Regions from separate parts of the Sus scrofa genome. Here region 1 is linked to region 2. The links are chromatin contacts, called in public Hi-C maps. All regions are on one chromosome and are shown on one strand. Each heading gives the region's core, a stretch centred on a gene start, on an enhancer-like site or on the middle of the called end of the contact. The rest is flanking DNA. Distances are from core to core; before and after follow the strand shown. Region 1 has its middle 9.9 kb from the start of CFTR. Region 2 overlaps CFTR (cystic fibrosis transmembrane conductance regulator).

Evidence for each region. A called contact is a pair of places that touch in the nucleus more often than the background predicts.
Region 1: a Hi-C map of fetal heart ventricle shows a contact between it and region 2, with 3 times the contacts expected there. The contact joins two enhancer-like sites. A contact is called at or near these places in 3 of 47 Hi-C or Micro-C datasets (embryonic fibroblasts, fetal heart ventricle and heart right ventricle).

What each region holds. Positions count from the first base shown.
Region 1 is chr18:28,824,382-28,829,331 of Sscrofa11.1, reverse strand. No RefSeq gene overlaps it. Among named protein-coding and RNA genes, the nearest start is that of CFTR, 9.9 kb to the right of the region's middle. Within about 2 kb of position 1,826, at least 10 of the 83 cell types and tissues checked have an H3K27ac peak or open chromatin away from gene starts, as enhancers often do.
Region 2 is chr18:28,713,104-28,718,417 of Sscrofa11.1, reverse strand. The region is part of intron 11 of CFTR (cystic fibrosis transmembrane conductance regulator); the gene reads left to right. Among named protein-coding and RNA genes, the nearest start is that of CFTR, 100 kb to the left of the region's middle. Within about 2 kb of position 3,012, at least 3 of the 83 cell types and tissues checked have an H3K27ac peak or open chromatin away from gene starts, as enhancers often do.

The DNA.
Region 1 (4,950 bases), core at 577-3,076, 110 kb before region 2:
TGTTATATTCTGTATTCCATCTTGGACATTCCCCTCTTCCTGACATCCTACATAATTAAAAAAAAAAAAAAATCACAGGTATTAAGGTTCACTCTGTGCTGTAAAGTTCTATGTGTTTTGAGAAATGCGTAGTGTCATATATCCACCATTGCAGTATTACAACGAATAGTTTCATTTTCCTAAAAATTTTCCTTGGGCTTCAGTAATATAAACCTCTCCTTACCCCAAACTCTTGGCAACCACTAACCCATGTAACATCTCTGTATAGTTGTACCTTTTCCAGAATGCATGTAATTGAAATCATACAGTATATGGACTTTCCATACTGGCTTCTTTCACTAGCACTGTGCATTTAAGATTTGTCCATGACTTTTCATGGCTTGATAGTTCATTCCTTTTTGTTACTGAGTAGTATGCCATTGTTTAGATGCACCACAGTTTGTTTACCCATTTGCTAATTGAAATAAATCTTGTTTACTTCAGGTTTTGGCATTTATGGATGAAACTACTATAAACATTCATGTGCAGATTTTTAGGTGGATAAAAATTTTCAAATCAGTTGGACAAACACCTAGAACTGTGATTGCTAGATTGTCTAGTAAGGCTATACTTGGCTTTTTAAGAAACTGCCAAATTGTATTCCAAAGTTGCTGTGCCATTATGGGATCATACCAGCAATCCTTAGTGGTGAATGATATCATCAGTTTTTTTGATTTTAGCCATTCTAAAAGATGGGCAGTGGTATCTCATTGTGGTTTTCATTTGCAATTCCCTAATGGCAAATGCCAATGAACATCTTTTCATATGCTTATTTGCCATCTGCACATCTTCTTCGGTACAGTGTCTGTTCAGCTGTTTGGCTTGTTTTTTTCAATTGGGCTCTTTGTTTTCTTATTGTTGAGTTTTATTTTCCTGTACTTTTGAAGGAAGTAAATAAACAAAAAAACTTGTTGAGAAGATGTACATTAAAAGAATTATCCCATACACATTTCATTCTTTAATGGAGAAAAAAATCATGGAAAAACCACTTCAGCCTTCAGTGAATTGCTAATTTAAGGATGTGAAATTTGAAACACACACACACACTTATCCTGTGTTAGATAATTTGTTACATTTTTAACTTATATCAACACATTTAATTCTCACAACCTGATGTAATGAATGAGAGCTCTTGTTCCCCCATTTCACAAAATAGCACATCTCAATTCCCAGTGGAGAAGCTCTAAACCCCTAATTCCATGCTGTCTGATAGACAATAAACTTTGAAATGAGAGGATCTAAAATTTGCTTTTTTTACACAGACAAATTAAAATATATTTTAAATTTAATTATCAGTGAACATAGAAGCAGATACCAGGAAAAAAACAAAACAAAACAAAAAAAACCCTCCATTTTTTTCTTGATTTATCCAGATTGGTGTAAGCCTCTAATTTGTTTGGGTTTGTATGAGAACACGTTCAGGTGACTGAATCACTATTCAACCCACGTTTTTTACCAGATCTTTAAATCTACATTTATTTTGCATCAGTTTTTTAAATCTTCACTTTCCCGAAAGCAAGAAAGATACAATGTAATAATTGAATAGGCTGTTATTCCCTACCCCGTTTTGGACCAGACGAATAATTTCCAAGAGTCATGTGCTATATTATTTGATAGGTATGAATAAAAAGAATTCCTAAAGACAATTAGAATCATGACCAAATTGGGTCTTGAAAAACAGCAGTGCAATCGCAGCTGGTGGCTGGCTCTGAGTTGGCCAGGAGCCCGAGGCATGGGACGGGGTGTTCCCTGGGCCTGGCTCTCCTCCAGGGACCTGTCAGTTGCTGGGTTCCCACAGTGCCAACCACTTGGCAGGTGCAGAAAGGGTCAAGGTTTCTGTTCCTCGGTAGTGCTGAGGGCGTGCAGGTCATCTGACAGGGAACATGAGAAGTACCCCCATGGGTCCTGAGGGACATGGGAAGTGGATGTCCTGCTTTGTTTAGGGGGAGGGCTCTGCATTGACAGGGCTGTGAGAACTGCGGCTGCCCCGCCAGTGTCCTTTGCCTGGCCTCTAAGAGGACTGAGGAGTTTATAGGGTCCTCTGGGCAAGCAGGACCTAGACACTTTTATTTTGGAGGTTTTATGTGTTTGTTTTTTGTTTTTTTTTTTTTTTTTTGAAGAAAAAAATTGCCAAAATAGAGCTCTAAAAATTTTGTTTTACCCTGCATTTTTACATTTTAAAAATTACTGTTTTTGGAGTTCCTGTCATGGCTCAGTGATAACAAGCCCAACTCCATGAAGAGGCGGGTTCGATCCATGGCCTCGCTCAGTGGGCTAAGGATCCCACATTGCCACAAGCTGTGGTGTAGGTTGCAGGCTCGGCTTGGATCTATTATTGCTGTGGCTGTGGCATAGGCCAGTAGCTACAGCTCCGATTCAACCCTTAGCCTGGGAAATTCCCACAGGTGTGGCTGCAAAAAGACCAAAAAAAAAAAAAAATACTGCTCTTAACATGCAAAAAAATGAAATGCTGTATAAATGGGTGTTTACATAAGACATGTAACACTCATAGGATTTATATAAGAATATTACCTTCTAATGAACTAGTGGTAGGGGAAACTCGTGGGTCAACTGTTTAAACTAATACCATGGAAGTATTTTTCTTTGTAACTATATCCTAAAACTAGAAGTTGGGGAACAATGAAGCCCTGAAGTGGGGGGGAAAGAAAGGGAGCTGAAGGGAATTTAAGGAGTTGCTGTAGATTTTAGATTTTGCAGAATCTAGAAGGAATGAAAGTGATGGACCCTGGTGACTTCCTTTGGGCTTGGCAACTAATGCTTTGTTTTGTCAGGTTAAGTAACAATTTAGATCCAAAAAGCCCTTTGAAAGTTGTAGCAGAATTCTGTCTTTACTTTTTTCCCCTTCCTGGCAAAAGACTGAAGCAAGATAGGCTTTCCAGAAACATTTGTGGATTGAAGTCAGAAAGTCACTTTACTTCACAGGATGCTTTTCTTCCTCCAACCTCCCCCCCCACCAAAATGTCCAAGAACCCCAGGGTTTTCATCATCCAAAGCACTTATTTCTGTCTCCACACACCAGAGAGATGGAGAACATGGAGGATCTGTCCAGTCTGCTGTCACATATTCCACCTCATTTTCTGCTGCAGGAGCCCCTGTAACCACAACGTTGTGTCACTGGTGAAAACAGGTCCTGTCGGAGTCTGATGCACCCATGCCCACTGCTGCCTTGGATCAGATTTCTGCACGTCATAGCTGTTCGCAGAAGATGAAACTCATCCCCCTACTTAGTCTCAGCCAAGAGTACATTATAATTGCACTTTCAGCGTTTTTCCAGTAGTTGCCAAAGCCCATCCAGTGTCTCATGGTGGGTGGGAAAAGGCAACCTTCCAGATTCAGCTGCAAAGGGGCCCATCTCCCACCAAGCAGAAGGCCTTGACATCATCTTTTCCTCTCATGGTGTGTCTAATTCTCTATAGACCCATGGTGTCCACATTGGAGCATTTCAGTTGGAGTCATCTCAGCTGATCAAATAGATTCTAACTATGCTGAATCTCAAAAGAAAAGAAGGAAAAATTTTGTTCTCCTCTTTTCCCCCACGGATACCTGCCTACTTTACATTCCTATAATGAAGATTCCACTCAATGGATTCCGAAAAAATGAAGAAAAAGAAGGGAAAAAAACCCCAAAACCTCCTTTGTGGTAAGTCCCTGTTTTAACCTAAACAGTGAAGCAAGTGGATAAACTGTGAAAGTTAGATCCTCTTAAACAAACAAAACAGTTCTATGTGGTCCAGTTATACACAGAGCCCCTCGATTAAATGCTCAGCTCTGGAGTCATTCACTAGGTTCCTTCAAATTCTAGCTCTATTTCTTGAACTTTAACCTTCTGTACCTCAGTTCTTTCATGTGTAAAATGGAATGATGGTGAAAATAAAATTACCAACTTTATAGGATTTTTCTGATGCATGTAATGTTATTTCTGGAGCTAACAAGTACATACAACACACAATTTTTTCTTGCAGAACAGGATCATGCTAAACTTAATTTGCCATAAAATTTTTCAATTAGTTTTAGGTAAAACTTTGTAACTGTCAAATTTGTTTAGATGAAAACTATGATGCATATTTTCCAATTTGATTTTCTTTAGTTAGCATGAGACACTTTATTCTGAAAAGGATTTAGACGATTTTCATACTTATCACTAAACATAATTTTTGCATAAGTAAATAGGAATTCTAAAGTGTTTCACCATCATTTCATCAGAGCTGCCTCTCAATAGCCTGTGAAGAGGGAGGTTCCAGTCACTCTGGGAGACACGGGGATGCAGGCTGTGGAGACCAAAGAGGCAGAGTCACTGAACCAGGAATTGGTTGTCCTTTTGACCATATGGATTAATCACCATAGTTTCACCATTCACAGTGAACTTGTAGATCAATAAGCAGCCAGCACAGTATTTAAAACAACAAAACCTCATAGACTCTGTCTATACAGGGTAAAGCAAAACAGAAAGGAAACTCTGAACCTGGGAATTCTTCTCTTCTGATTTCCCAGGACGAACAGCCTTCCTTGAGTAACTGACTTCATGTTGTGTCCTTGGCTTTAATCATGAATTGGTATAAGAAATGACAAATAAATGTTTCTGAAAAAAAATTATACCTGAAAATAATAACCATGATGTTTTTCCGTGATAATTCTATAAGCCTTTGAATGACAAACTCTTCCAAAATTGGGGTAAGGGGAGGATTTTTTTTTTTTTTCCCCTAGGTGAAGTTGGATATCAACTTCTGTCAGATATCAGACTGTGAGAATAATACACTCTTTTGGAATATGACAGCCAAGATATGCATAATTACTTTTAGTTCCCAGATGCAATAATAATTTCCCACTTAGTTTGCCTTCCTTTTTTTTTTTTTTTTTTTTGTCTTTTTTGGCTGCCCTGCAGCATCTGGAG
Region 2 (5,314 bases), core at 1,763-4,262:
GGGATGTTATCTTTGGAATGTTATTTGCCCTTTCTAATTTCAATTTTCTCATATTTATAATGGGGATAGAGTTGTGATGAGTATTAAAAAAGTTAATACTCATAAAATGCTAAAAATAGTAACTGATACATAGTAAGCACTCGATATACACTAGCTATTATTAGTATTATTAATATTATTACTATATAGAATACTGAGGAAAAAGGGGCAAGACTTTTTGGAGAAAATTTGTGCCTTGTCAGATATTAAATCATACTTAAAGCTATTAAAAACCCCCAACACCAAAAAAACCAGCAGAATATTAGCATGGGAATAGAAAATGGATCAAAGGAACCCAGAAATATATCTTTGAAAATATAAGAATATGACATGATACATAAATTTAGTGCAAAAATAATTTATTTAATAAATCAAGTCTACTAGCCAACTAAAAGACTAGATTCTTATCTTACATCATGTATAAACATAAATCATGTCTTGAATAAATTTCCTAATTTAAAAAGAGTAATAATCATTTTATTTGGCTGTGCCTGCAGCATATGGAAGTTTCCAGGCCAGAAAGTAAACCCAAGTCACAGTAGCAACCTGAGCCGTTGCAGTGACAAGGCTGGATCCTTAACCCTCTGCACCAAAAGAGAACTCTCGAAAAGAGTAATAAATAGGATACTACCTGTATAACATGAATGTATAGGAGTATTTTTTTACCCAAATAGGAATTCTACGTAGATATACTGACTTCTGAAAAATTAAAATTTTGCGTATAACAGACTGGTTCATACATAGTGAAAACAGAAACAGAAAAAATGTTTCAAAAATATGTAGCAGAAAAAGTTGTTCATATCCATATCTTCTAAAGAAAAATGATTTAATAAGAGAAAAACAAAATTCTGATTAAAATAGATATTTCAACAGAAGAGAAAACCCACATTACCAATGAATATTTAAAATTTTTCTATTATTATTAAGGAAAATGAAAATTCAAATGACAGGTTAGTAAAAATTAAAGTGTAATAATACCTATCATTGATGATTATGTGAGGAAAACGTTACTCTGAAATCTTGCTAATGGAAATGTAACTTTTTTTTTTTTTTTTTTTTTTTGTCTTTTTATAGGACCACACCCATGGCGTATGGAGGTTCCCAGGCTAGGGATTTAACTGGAGCTGTTATTGTCAGCCTACACCATAGCCACAGCAACGCAGGATCCCAGCCGTGTCTGCAACCTACACCACAGCTCACGGCAACGCCGGATCCTTAACCCACTGAGTGAGGCCAGGGATCGAACCCGCAACCTCATGGTTCTTAGTCCGATTCATTAACCATTGAGCCATGATGGGAACTCCAGAAATGTATCTTTTAAAAGTTGTTTGGTAAAGGATTCTGGCAGCAGTATCTTTTAAAATGAAAGACATGTACCTATGACCAAACTATCCTTTTCATGAGACTATATCTTATAGAAATAAAATCACAAAAGCGTAATGATTTACATACAGGTTTTATCACTAGACTTTTTTTTTTTTTTGGTACCAAATGTCAGGGAAGATCACATAGCATCTGATAGAGCTATCTTGAAATACAAAATCTTGTACTCCCACTCCAGTCTAGCAGACTGCAAATAAATGTGCACAGATGAATTCAAGCACAGAATTTCCTAAAAGCCACTTGCACTGATCTACTTTCTGATTATAGAATTCTAATGTGGACTCACAAGAAGGTTACTGTGGTGTTGGTTGCTAAAATATTTATTTGTCTAACTAGGTGTTCTTCATTCAGTGGTATCTTAGTCAATTATCAGAGAGCGTAGGTGCTTAAAAATAGTCTTCTTATTTGTTTGTACTGCTGAAACATATTCTAGAGGAAATTTCAAAGCAAATATGGCATAACCATCCTAAAAGCAAGAAAAAGTTTCTCAGAAAAAAAAGGGTAAGGAACTGGAATTCTCTCCCCCTCCTCGATTCTTTTATAATAAGAAAATAGTAAGATGAATAAAAATATCATAGCAAAATTTAGCATGGCTAAAATGTTAAAGTTAAACAACCATCTCCAAGTGGTAGCATTTGGAAAGTATCTAGATCTTGTCTGGGAATATAGTGTCACTTTCAAGACTTTGACTTTTAGTTTCAAAACACATAACCACGTGGATAGCAACCTCAGCAGAAGTACATCTGGTAAATACAGGCCAACTTGGGACTTGAACACAGGGCTTCCAATTCTAAGTCCACTTCTTTTCCCATATATTACCCCTTGTGCGTTTCTTATCATCATATGCTAATAAAGGTTACATTTTCAGGCCTTAATAAGAATCAGCTTTTCCTTTAGTAGGAGAGTGGTGCATACTGTCATATCAGACAAGCGTTCTACTCAAGGCCAAGTGGAAATGAATGATATGAATAGATTACTGTATATATGTCTCATTATAAAAGTGCAAATCACTACTGCTTGAATGTGCATTATGGACCAAGCTCTTTACATTAAGTTATTTCAAAATTTTCAACTCTTAAAGGAAGGTACCATGATCCCCATTTTACAGATGGAGAACTGAAGGCCGGAAGACACTTGCCCAAAGCTACTTATGGAGTTAGTGGAAACAGAGCTAGAAGATAGGTCATTGTGCTCTCTGGCCAATGTTGCCGTTCACATTTTCTATCTTGTTTTAAGTTTTATTTTAGCATTAAAAATATTCCACTTGGATTGCCACATTTTGTTTCATTGATTTATATTTATTGAATTGCTTTGTATATGCCACATCCTTAAGTGTCATACTTAGCACCTTTATGAAAGATGGGCTATAATTCTACCCAGGTTGTGATTAGGAGAATTTAAGTTACAAAGCTGTTAAGTAACTGAGATTTCACAATAAACCTGCAGACCAGGGTTCAAATCCTGGGCCCTGGGCCATCCAGTTCAGTATTCCAGCTTTGTTACTTATTGAACAATCACCACTAGCATAGTTTACATGACACCCAGTAACTCTCTAAATGGGCACTGCAAACATAATTAAGATTTCAGCTCTCCGGTGACTCAGGAGCAAGGACACTGAGATGCAGTTCCTCATGGCATTTTCCCAGAGTGCCCCCAGCCTGGAAATTCTCCACAGCATGAGGGACAGTTTCACACTGAGAAGTCCCATTTCCTCTAAGCCAGCCCAGAGAAGATGACCTATCAGTCACCAGGCATCATCCCAGGCAGACCTGGGGACCCCAGGGTGCCAGCAGTGCTTACTGACTAAGAGTGCTGAACAGACTGGGCACTGGGACAGAATGCATTATCACAGGAGCTCAAAAGGACTACTGTTCTAAAAATAAAAAGGAAACAGTAGCTTGTGGTTATGGTTTAAATAGACAGATTAACTTAGTACCAAGAACCTATCTAAGCAATTCTTTCCTTGAATCACTCATTTTCTTTTTCTTCTTTTTTCTTTTTCTTTTTTTCCCCCCACACCCACAGCATGCAGTAGTTCCCAGGTCAGGAATCAAACCTGAGTCACAGCGGTGACAATGCTGGATCCTTAACCTGCTAGGCCACCAGGGAACTCCAAATCCCTCATTTTCTTAATGCATTTTCCTCCTTTCTCTGGACCAGTTCCAGGTCAGAATTTGAAGAGTGATACTCAAAAAAAGTGCTGTTTCTGGTCTTTTTTGGAAGAATTTGATAGTATTCCATTCAAGCTGAACATGTTAAGTCTGAGCTCATTTGAGGATCTTCTGATTGCTCTCTGTAAGCTTCTATGACAAAGCTTCATAGAAGCTTTCTGTAGGCTTCTGGGAGAAATTTGGCTGAAACAGCCTCTTACTCATTCTGTTTTATAATATTCGATATAGTCAAATGTAATATATTGCATTTGTATTCTTTGGACATTTCTATTCACTAGGGATATTTGCTGAAGTGTCTACAATAGTTCCTTGTCTTCTATTGCTTCCTATCTTTCCCTTCACTTTTATCTCTTTATGTTGCCAGTATCTTGCCAGTATCTTTTCTTCCTTCATTCCACAAATCTTTGTTAAATTCTTACACTAGACTAGGATTCTGCACCCTCTAAATCTGTAATCCCCTGAGTGTAAGTGTGTTATAATCAGAACATCACAATAACTACTGATATTTATGTATTTTTTTCTTTTGCTTCTTAGGGCGGCAGGCATAGCATAAGGCTGTTCCCAGGCTGGGGGTCTAATCGGAGCTGCAGCTGCCGGCGGCCTGCACCACAGCCACAGCAACGTAGGATCTGAGCCCCACCACGGCTCACGGCAATGTTGGGTCCAAGCCTACACCACAGCTCATGGCAATGTTGGGTCCTTAACACACTGAGAGGCCAGGGATTGAACCTACATCTTCATGGGTACTAGTCAGATTCGTTTCTGCTGAGCCACAATGGCAACTCCCTGATAATCTAAATTTTGAAAACCTTTGAGGTTCTAACTGATTTATCAATACTATATTGCATTCAAATTTGAAAAAAATTTCAATAATTTTTCAAAAAATAATAATTTCAGTAATTTTTAATAATTCCTTCAATCTGGCTTTTCAAGCTTGCGTTAGAAATATGGTCCTTTACAAAAACCTGCACTCAATCTATTCACATAAGATAAATTATTCTTTTTTTTTCCTGGAAAATACTTAGTGTTTTAAAAGGGGATGGGATAGGGGGAAAGAAAACATGGTGGAAGAAGAGGAGAAATACACATGCGAGCCATTTTGCTAATTGCTCTAAATTGAGCACAGAAAGTGTGTTGCTGCGTAGAACACTTAAGTAGAGGCTTAAAGGCTGAGCTATTCCTTTAGCCAGATTGAGGATTTAAGACTGAGGGGTAAAATTTAGCTGTCACCCTTGTTATTTGGATGGAATCCTACCTAGGACTATGGTCTGGTCCATGAGCTGAACAAAAATATTTAATTCCATAGAAATAAATGAAGCACTTGGTTTCACATGTCCCGTAACCTTGCAAGGTCCTCCTCATCACAGTGCTAGATGCGCCCTCTAGGTTATATTTCTCCAGTGCCTGGGTAGCCAGCTCCACTGGGTCCTGCTCTCTCTCCTGTAATGTGTCAGCATTTTTAAAATCACAATTTTGATCATTTTCATCCCCTTCGATCAGGAGTATTGGCAGCAACCATTCCTTGGGGGCAGTGGCTGCATGGTTTTAGCCTCTAGGAGCTACCAACCCGTTCTTATATAAATGATCACTTACTATCTTACCAGCTTTGCGAGTTTACAGTTTTGTGTGTAAAGTTCTATTTGACATTCATATGGTAAGTATCAGAAACTAATGGACAAAAAAGTAACCATTTTGGAGTTCCCTTGTGGTGCAGCAGGCTA